Linked DNA regions of Oryctolagus cuniculus: region 1 is linked to region 2. Evidence: chromatin contacts called from public Micro-C data. All regions are on one chromosome and are shown on one strand. The core of a region is the stretch at or near the end of the contact, and the rest is flanking DNA. Distances in the headings are between cores, read along the strand shown.

Evidence for each region. A called contact is a pair of places that touch in the nucleus more often than the background predicts.
Region 1: a contact with region 2 is called in a Micro-C map of ear pinna, with 6 times the contacts expected there. The contact joins the promoter of AMN here to the enhancer-like site in region 2. A contact is called at or near these places in 2 of 6 Hi-C or Micro-C datasets (ear pinna and an unstated tissue).

The regions. Positions count from the first base shown.
Region 1 is chr20:45,997,755-46,001,825 of mOryCun1.1, forward strand. It overlaps AMN (amnion associated transmembrane protein), which reads left to right and starts at 2,078. Exons shown (of 12, transcript XM_070065427.1): 1 at 2,078-2,165; 2 at 2,688-2,806; 3 at 2,890-2,934. The coding sequence starts at 2,123.
Region 2 is chr20:45,794,264-45,798,682 of mOryCun1.1, forward strand. The region is part of intron 3 of RCOR1 (REST corepressor 1); the gene reads left to right. Among named protein-coding and RNA genes, the nearest start is that of TRAF3, 63 kb to the right of the region's middle. Within about 2 kb of position 2,613, at least 1 of the 8 cell types and tissues checked has an H3K27ac peak or open chromatin away from gene starts, as enhancers often do. A contact at or near this core is called in ear pinna, where this site is marked.

The DNA of each region.
Region 1 (4,071 bases), core at 828-3,327, 200 kb after region 2:
CAGTCCTCTAGCCCAGCGCCCCAGCCCCCATCAGCCATGACCACTGGTCTCCCAGCACCCCCTGCTCACGCTGTCCCCTAGTGTCAACTCATCATCCTCCCCACCACCCCAGCCAACTGCCACCCACAACCCACCCACGGTCCACCCACAACCCACCCACGGTTCACCCACAACCCACCCACAATCCACCCACGGTCCACCCACAATCCACCCACGGTCCACCCACAATCCACCCACAACTCACCCACGGTCCACCCACAACCCACCCACGGTTCACCCACAACCCACCCACGGTCCACTCACAACCCACCCACAACTCACCCACGGTCCACCCACAACCCACCCACGGTTCACCCACAACCCACCCACGGTCCACTCACAATCCACCCACAACTCACCCACGGTCCACCCACAACCCACCCACGGTCCACCCACAATCCACCCACGGTCCACCCACAATCCTCCCACGGTCCACCCACTCACCCATCTGTGCCTCCCAGGACACAAACCCAGATCCCCTCACGACCCCGCCATCGCCACATGCGTGACACAGAGATCCAAGCCTCCATCCTCTCCACACAACCCTCCACCCCCCACCACCCCTCCACCCCCCATCACCCCTGCACCCCCATCACCCCTCCACCCCATCACCCCTGCACCCCCATCACCCCTCCACCCCCCATCACCCCTCCACCCCAATCACCCCTTCACCCCCCATCACCCCTCCACCCCCCATCACCCCTCCACCCCCCATCACCCCTCCACCCCCCATCACCCATCCACCCCCCCATCACCCATCCACCCCCGATCACCCCTCCACCCCAATCACCCCTTCACCCCCATCACCCCTCCACCCCCCATCACCCCTTCACCCCGATCACCCCTTCACCCCCATCACCCCTCCACCCCCCATCACCCCTCCACCCCAATCACCCCTTCACCCCCATCACCCCTCCACCCCCCATCACCCCTTCACCCCGATCACCCCTTCACCCCCCATCACCCCTCCACCCCACCACCCCTCCAACCCCCATCACCCCTTCACCCCCATCACCCCTCCACCCCCATCACCCCTCCACCCCCCATCACCCCTGCACCCCCATCACCCCTCCACCTCCGATCACCCCTTCACCCCCCATCACCCCTCCACCCCCCATCACCCCTGCACCCCCATCACCCCTCCACCCCATCACCCCTCCACCCCATCACCCCTCCACCTCCGATCACCCCTTCACCCCCCATCACCCCTCCACCCCTCCACCCCCCATCACCCCTCCAGCCCCGATCACCCCTCCACCCCCATCACCCCTCCACCCCCCATCACCCCTCCACCCCCCCATCACCCCTCCAGCCCCGATCACCCCTCCACCCCCATCACCCCTCCACCCCCCCATCACCCCTCCACCCCCTATCACCCCTCCAGCCCCCTACCTTGGTCATCCATCCACCCACTCACCCACCTGCCTACACCTCTCACCAGCTGTCCACTCCCAGTTCACCAAAGTCCATTCACCACCCTTGGAGCTCCCCTGCCACTCCCCTCCCCTCATCCAGAGCCCACGCCTTTCCTGCCACCATGCGCTCCAGCCCACATCCTCCAACCCTGCACTCGTGACCGTTATCCACCTGCCCACTGCCCACCATTCCCCTCCATCCAGCCATCCCCTCATCCTGCACCCAGTGACCAACACACACACCAAGCGGCCACTCTCGGCCACTGCCCGCCACACGCTGAGACATCCACTACGCTGCCTGCCGGCTGTGTGCTGGCCACCTGCTGATGACTGCTCACGGCCCACAGTCAGCACCCTGGACCATCCCCGGTGGTCCCGGAGGCAGGGGCGGCCTGGGGGAGAAGCTGTGTCCGAGTTCTGTAGGCCGGCAGACCGCACAGAGAGGGGCCTCGCTTGCCAATCTGCCCCTGCACCCGCCCCCTTCCCAGGGCGGTCCGCCCCAACCAGGCCCCTCAGACCCCGATGGGTGGGTGTGGGGCTGCCGGGAGGCCCCTCCGGAGGGGCCCGGGCAGGTCCGGAAGTAAATGTGTAACCGGCCCCGGCGCCCCCGCCGGTCACGTGGCGCCGGCGGGCAAAGTCTGCGGGCCGCGACGCCGGGCGCAGAGGAGATGGGCGCGCCGGGCCGGCTGGTGCTGTGGCTGCAGCTCTGTGGTAAGCGGGGCGCGGGCGGGTCCCCCCGAGATGTCCTCGGCACGTGGGCGCGGCCTGGCCTCCAGCGGGGCCCCTGGGCGCCCTCCCCTAACTCCCGGAGCTCTGGAGGCACAGCGCTGGCCCTGCCCGCTTCCTTGAGCCCCGGCACCTGCTGAGAGCCAGCCCCAGTCCTGCGCCCCCAGCCCCTTCTGCCGGCGCAGCCCCTCCGGTCCCAGGTCAGACTCCTCCAGGAAGCCCTCCTGCCCATCCCCAGGGGCACTGTCCTCGACCGACCCCGACCTCTACTCTCGCGCCGGACATACTGGGGGCGGGGCGGCCACGCGGGGTGGGTCCCGCGAGCTGGGCGCTGGAGCGGGCCGTGCGGATCCGGTTGGTGTCTGCAGGAAGGCAGGGACGGGGCTCCCATAGGGCCGGCTCGAGGCGCGCAAGGACCCTGGCCCGGGCCGCACGGGACTTGGCCGCGCCCGGCGGGGACCCTCGGGGGCCGGGGCTGGGGCACGCACTGAGCAGCCCCCTCCCCAGCGCTGGCCGGTGCTGCCTCCAAACGCTGGGTTCCCAGCACCAACTTCGACGACGCCGCCAACTGGAGCCAGAACCGGACGCCGTGCGCGGGCGGCGCCGCTCAGTTCCCGGCAGACAAGGTGCTCATGGCCGGGGGTCGGCGGGTGGGGGCGCCGTGGGCGGGGTCCTCACGCCCTCTCGCTGACGCCGCTTCTCCCGGCAGGCGGTGTCGGTCCTGGTGCGCGGAGACCACGCCCTCTCGGACTTGGTGAGACGAGAGGCGGCCTCGGCTTTGGCTGCCAGGGGAGGCCTGGGGGGTCCACAGTCACAGGAGTTCGGGGATTGACCCCGCGGCCAGGCGCGGCTCTAAGGATTCTGCGTTCGAATGCTTATTTGTTTATTTCCATCTAAATGAAAGAGAGAGAGAAAGAAGAGATGCTTCCATCCACTCCCCAGTGTCTGCACCCGCCCGGGCTGGGCCAGGCCGAAGCCAGGAGCCAGGAGCTTTATCCTGGTCTCCCATGTGGGTGCAGGGGCCTCTGCTGCTTTCCCAGGTGCACTAGCAGGGAGCTGGTGGGAAGTGGAGCAGCCGGGACTTGAACCGGTGCCCGTGAGGGATGCTGGCGCTGCAGTACGCCACAGCGACGCCCTGATTGGTTTCTAGCATGAGTGGTGCCCTGCTTTTCCAAACGCTGCCCTTTAGCTGGCCGCTGTCCCCTCCGCTGCGGCCCTCTTGTTTCTCTTCTCACAGCATTGGCCGGGACCCCCACTCCTGCCCAACGGCAGCCAGGAGTCGCTCTCAGAGAAGCCGTTTCAAGTCTGTCCCCTGAGTGTGCTCACGGGAGGCTCTCGGGACATGGCTGTGCACATCCTACTGCTAGCTGGATGGCAGGTTTTTAAATTAACTTATCTGTAAGGCAGAGAGACCTCCACCTGCTGGTTCCCTCCCCAAATGCCTGCAACAGCGAGGGCTGGGCCAGGCTGGAGCCGGGGGCTCCGGCCTGGGCAGTGCTTGCTGCCTCCCCGGGTGGGCGCAGAGCCGGGACTCGAACCCAGACGCATCGCCGTCGACACGTGCCCCGCTCGCCGCTGCGGAAAATCCCACGCAGGCCATTTCCCGCGTCTTTTCCATCCCTTGAGTGCCTCACCCCACCATGTAGCCCGGGAATGAGGAGCTCTGAGGTGACCCGGGCCGCACGGGACACTCCGGGACCCTCCAGTCCGGGCAGGTCGAAGGTTGAAAGAGGCGGAGAGAATTTGCTGGCCCGAGACTCCGCACTGCCCTCTGCTGGGCTCCCCTGGCCCCGCAGCCGGAACCTGAGCAGTGCCCTGCCTTGGGGGAAATGAGTGGTTCTTGATCACCACGCATTTACAACTGAATTTTTAAAATGGTGGGTTTTTTTGT
Region 2 (4,419 bases), core at 1,363-3,862:
GTGTTCTGAGTCTGCAGTGTGTAGGGGGAGGGCAGGGGGAGGTAAGGTTACTGTGGCAAATTCCCTCTGTATTCTTAGTCTTTTGCAGTTGAATTTGAACCCTGACAATAGGTACTAAGCATTTAGCTTTTTTGGATTGAAACATGATTATAGAAACAAACGACACGCTGCACAGGATATCCGTCTGTTTCTTACCTGTTTCTGTCTCTTGCTGCCTCAGCCAGTTATGTTTTCCTGCCTGTTTCCAGTTCCTGACCCGGGATGCTTTTTTCCCCATGCCAGCTCTCAAAAGACAAGATGGTGCACGTGTTCTGGGCTGGTGCTGTGGCACAGCAGGTGAAAGCCCTGGCCTGAAGTGCTGGCCATATGGGCACCAGTTCTAGTCCAACCCAGCTCTCTGCTATGGCCTGGAAAGGCAGTGGAGAATGGCCCAAGTCCTTGAGACCCTGCACCCACTTGGGAGACCTGGAAGAAGCTCCAGTCATTGGAGCCATTTGGGGAGTGAACCAGCAGGTGGAAGACCTTTCTCTCTGCCTCTACCTCTCTCTGTAATGGAATGACCAGGGAGGATCGAAAACATAATTCCTGTGAAGAGTTTGGCACTATTAGTGGCACACAGTGTTCTCAAATGTTAGCTAATATTTTTACTTAAAATAACCTTTGAGGGGGCAGTATTGGTGGCACAGCTGGTTAAGTTATTGCCTGCAGTGCTGGGCATCCTGTATCAGAGCGCTGGTTCTGGTGCCAGCTGCTCCACTTCCACTTGTGCTCCCTACCAATGTTCCTGGGAAGGCCGTGGAAGATGACCCCGGCACGTGGGCTTCTCTGCACTTGTGGGAGATGCGATGCAGTTCCAGGACCCTGGCTTTGCCTGGCCCAGCCCTGGCTGTTGTGGCCATTTGAGGAGTAAACCAGCAGTTGGAAGAGCTCTGTCTCTCCTTTTGTGTCTGTTGCTCTGCCTTGAAAAGAAATAAAATAAATCTTTTATATGTGTATATGTACACACACACAGAAAAAGCTGCTGGATATTTTTAATATACATTTCTACATAAAGTTTAAAATATTCAAGAATTTATTTGAAAGGCAGAGAGATGGAGAGAGAGAGAGACAGAAGACGGATAGATAGATGTCTTTCATCCACTGTGTTCCCTCTCAAATGATGGAAAGAGCCAGCACTGGGCAAGACTGAAGCAGGAATCCGAATTCCATGGTAGGGAGCCGGGTACTTGAGCCGGCACCTGCTGCCTCAGGCACATTAGCAAGCAGCTGGGACTTCGAACCCAGGCACTTCCACATCTCAGGTGGCAGCATAGCCACTGCCCAGGCACCTGCCTCAGCGGCTGGATCCTCAGGCCGTTCTTCTTGATTTATCATCGTCACCATGATCGTCAGTCTGGTCATTCTGTCCTGATTACTTTGCCTCCTCAAACACTTGTTTCCGGTGCTTACCTGCTCTTCTGTTTCCTGTGTGTTGGTTGAAACCACTGCAGGTTGGTTGACCACGTCAGGAGGCCAGGGCATTTTTACTCTTTTAGTTAAGCCTGTTCCTTACTCCAGTCAGCTGTACATCAGTCAGTGTTAATAAGCCTTAGGGATTTTGTGCATTTTCTTGATGAATGAGAGTCTCACACGCTACCTCACACGATGTTACTCTATGACTCACTTGCCTGTGTTTTGATGGGGAGGCTTTGTGGCTTCAAAGATGCCTTGATTCATACAGTCTGTACTTTTCATAGAGTCAGTGTGATGTATATCCTTTTTATTATTATTATTTATTTATTTACTTGAGAGGTAGAGTTACAGACAGAGGGAGAGGCAGAGGGAGGTCTTCCATCCGCTGATTCATTCCCTAGATGGCTGCAATGGCTGGAGCTGGGCCCATCCAGCACTTGAGCCATCTTCTACTCCTTTCCCAGGCCATCAACAGGGAGCTGGATTAGAAATGGAACAGCCTGGACTAGAACCAGCACCCATATAGGATGCGGCATTTCAGACAGAAGCTTAACCTATTCTTCCGCTGGTCTGGCCCTCTGATGTTTATCTTTATTCATCATAATTTAGGATGAGACAAATCTTGCTGCTTGTTTCAATGGGAATTTTCAAGTTTAAAAAACGTTGCTGTATGCAATAATGGAATTACTTTTAAGTCTGAATACCCAATGATTGATTATTTTGCTGCTGCTGTTCCCCGCCCCCCAAAGATTTATGTATTTGTTTGAAAGCATTAGAAAGAAGGAGACAGAGATTGTCCATCTGCTGGTTTACTCCCCAAATGGCTGCAGCAGCCACGGCTGGGCCAGGCTGAAGCCGGAAGCTTCATCTGAGTCTCCCACGTTGGTGGCAGGGACCTGAGCACTTGCCATTTTCCACTGCTCTTCCTGGTTGGTAGCAGGGCGCGGGATTGGAAGTGGAGCAGCTGGGACACCAGCTGACAGCCATGTGGTGTGCCAGCGTTACAGGCAGCGGCTTGACCTGCTGGGCCACAGTGCCAGCCGCGATTCTAACACATGCTCACATGAGCTGGCCACACAAGACTGGCGGGCCACGCCCAGGTGGCTCCTGTACTGACCCTGTGTGCTGGGCAGGCTGCTGGCTGCGAACTCCCACCCCCGCCCGTGTCCTGGCATTCTCTCAGGCTCCTCGGTTTCTCGTATCACTGATCATTTTACCAAATGCTTCCCTGCCCACGGTTGCTCCTTACAGTGGCTGAGATCACCTCCAGTTGACCTTTGATCTTTTGGGGGCACAACCTAGATTGTTGCTACCTGACGTGGAAGGACTGTAGAAGTTCCTGGGCTGCCTGTTTCAGAACAGAGGTTCTCAGGTGGCTGTGCTTCTCCTGCCTCTCGCTGTTCCATCCGGGAGCCATCCGCCTTCGTCATCGCTGCCCTGTGTTTTCGTGAGGGCAGCTGGGAGAGGGCTTTATTTTCTTGGGTTGAGCTTGTTTTTGCTGTAGTTGGGAACACCCTGTGGGAGATTTTGAAAAAACACACACTTTACCCTTTCCTCACTGTTGCACCAGCTTCTGGTCATTCTGCAAAGGGCGTGGTGGGTGGTGGGAAAGTCAGGGCTCTGGGATATTCCCAGCCACAGAAGGGCACCACGTCCCTCTGAGTATCAGAGAGGAGGAGCCGCAGGTCAGAGCAGTAAAGCAGGGAGCCCCAAGGCCTGCCAGCAGGGTCGTCCGTGCCAGCGGCTGCATTCTGGGCTAATTCTGGTCTGGGAGGCTCTGCCAGGGAGGGGGCTCCGTTTAGGACCTAGTGTTCCTGGTGCTAATTCCTGGTGCTAAAAACATTTAAATCACAACTGTTTACAAAGAATCTTTAAGTGACTTTATTTTTAATCTGGAGTTGGCGACGCCTTGTTCCATAAAATAGAGTCGTGTTCTGACGGGTTGAGCAGAGGACACTGGTTTTATAGACCAGGAAGGCTGAAGGAATCAGAGCTGCTTGGTCATTTCAGAGTCACTTTCCTTGGTCTGGATGGAGAGACCGAGGAGTAGGAAGGTGACTGGCTCAGCTCAGGCTGCGGCTTCCATGTCCGGAGTAAGCAGAGAACCGTGTTCTCATGCAGCCAGAACCAGCTGCCTCCTGCCTCTCACCCTGATTTCTGAGGCTGGGCAGACAGCTCAGGGTCATCTTGTCGGACGATACAGCGTGAGTGACACTGTTCGCTTGGTCTGTTGTGTCCGGCTTCCCCTGCTGGTCTCCAAGAGGCTCTCACAGCTGAGTGGTCTGGAAGGTGTCCTAAGGAAGATGCTGCCGTGGCAGAAATCAGTGGAGTTGTAACTGGAATGCTGTGGTCCCACTGTAGTTTGTAGCTGAATCTGGTTGGAGATGCTGGGGCAGACTTCACGGCCCCTGTTGCTGATGTAGTGGTGTGGATCCAGCCAATGGCATCTGCCTGAGGCACATGGGCAGTATAGGTCTAGTGAGCAGCCATCTCAGGGCCACCCACTCCACCTGTCAAGCCTGTGCATTGACTGACTTCAAGATCACAGGACTGACCCGTGGCCATGCCCATGGTCCTCATTCAGCTAGGGTAAATAGTAGCATGCTCGTGGAGCTGAGACTGTACGGAAGCTTGTGGTTCATCCCCTCAGAGCCGCTGGACAGAAGCAGCACGGCGCCAGGGTTGGCTTCCACTCTGCCTCCTGCCCCCGGCAGCCTGTCCTGGGTCCTGCCTGCCACCCTTTGCATCCAGGCTCCTCCAGCACCAGCCACTGCAGGCTCCGGCCTGGTCCACGGAGCCACTGCTTCTGTATCTGCACCTCACCTCACATTTTAGAGCCTTAGGGCACAGTCCCTGTCTGACGTTGCCTGCCCTATTTTAAAGTGAAAAGCATGCAGGAGGCGGGACCTGTCCTCCCCCTCTCAGCTGCGGTGACGGCCAGGGCCGTTTCATTGGTTACTTGCTGAC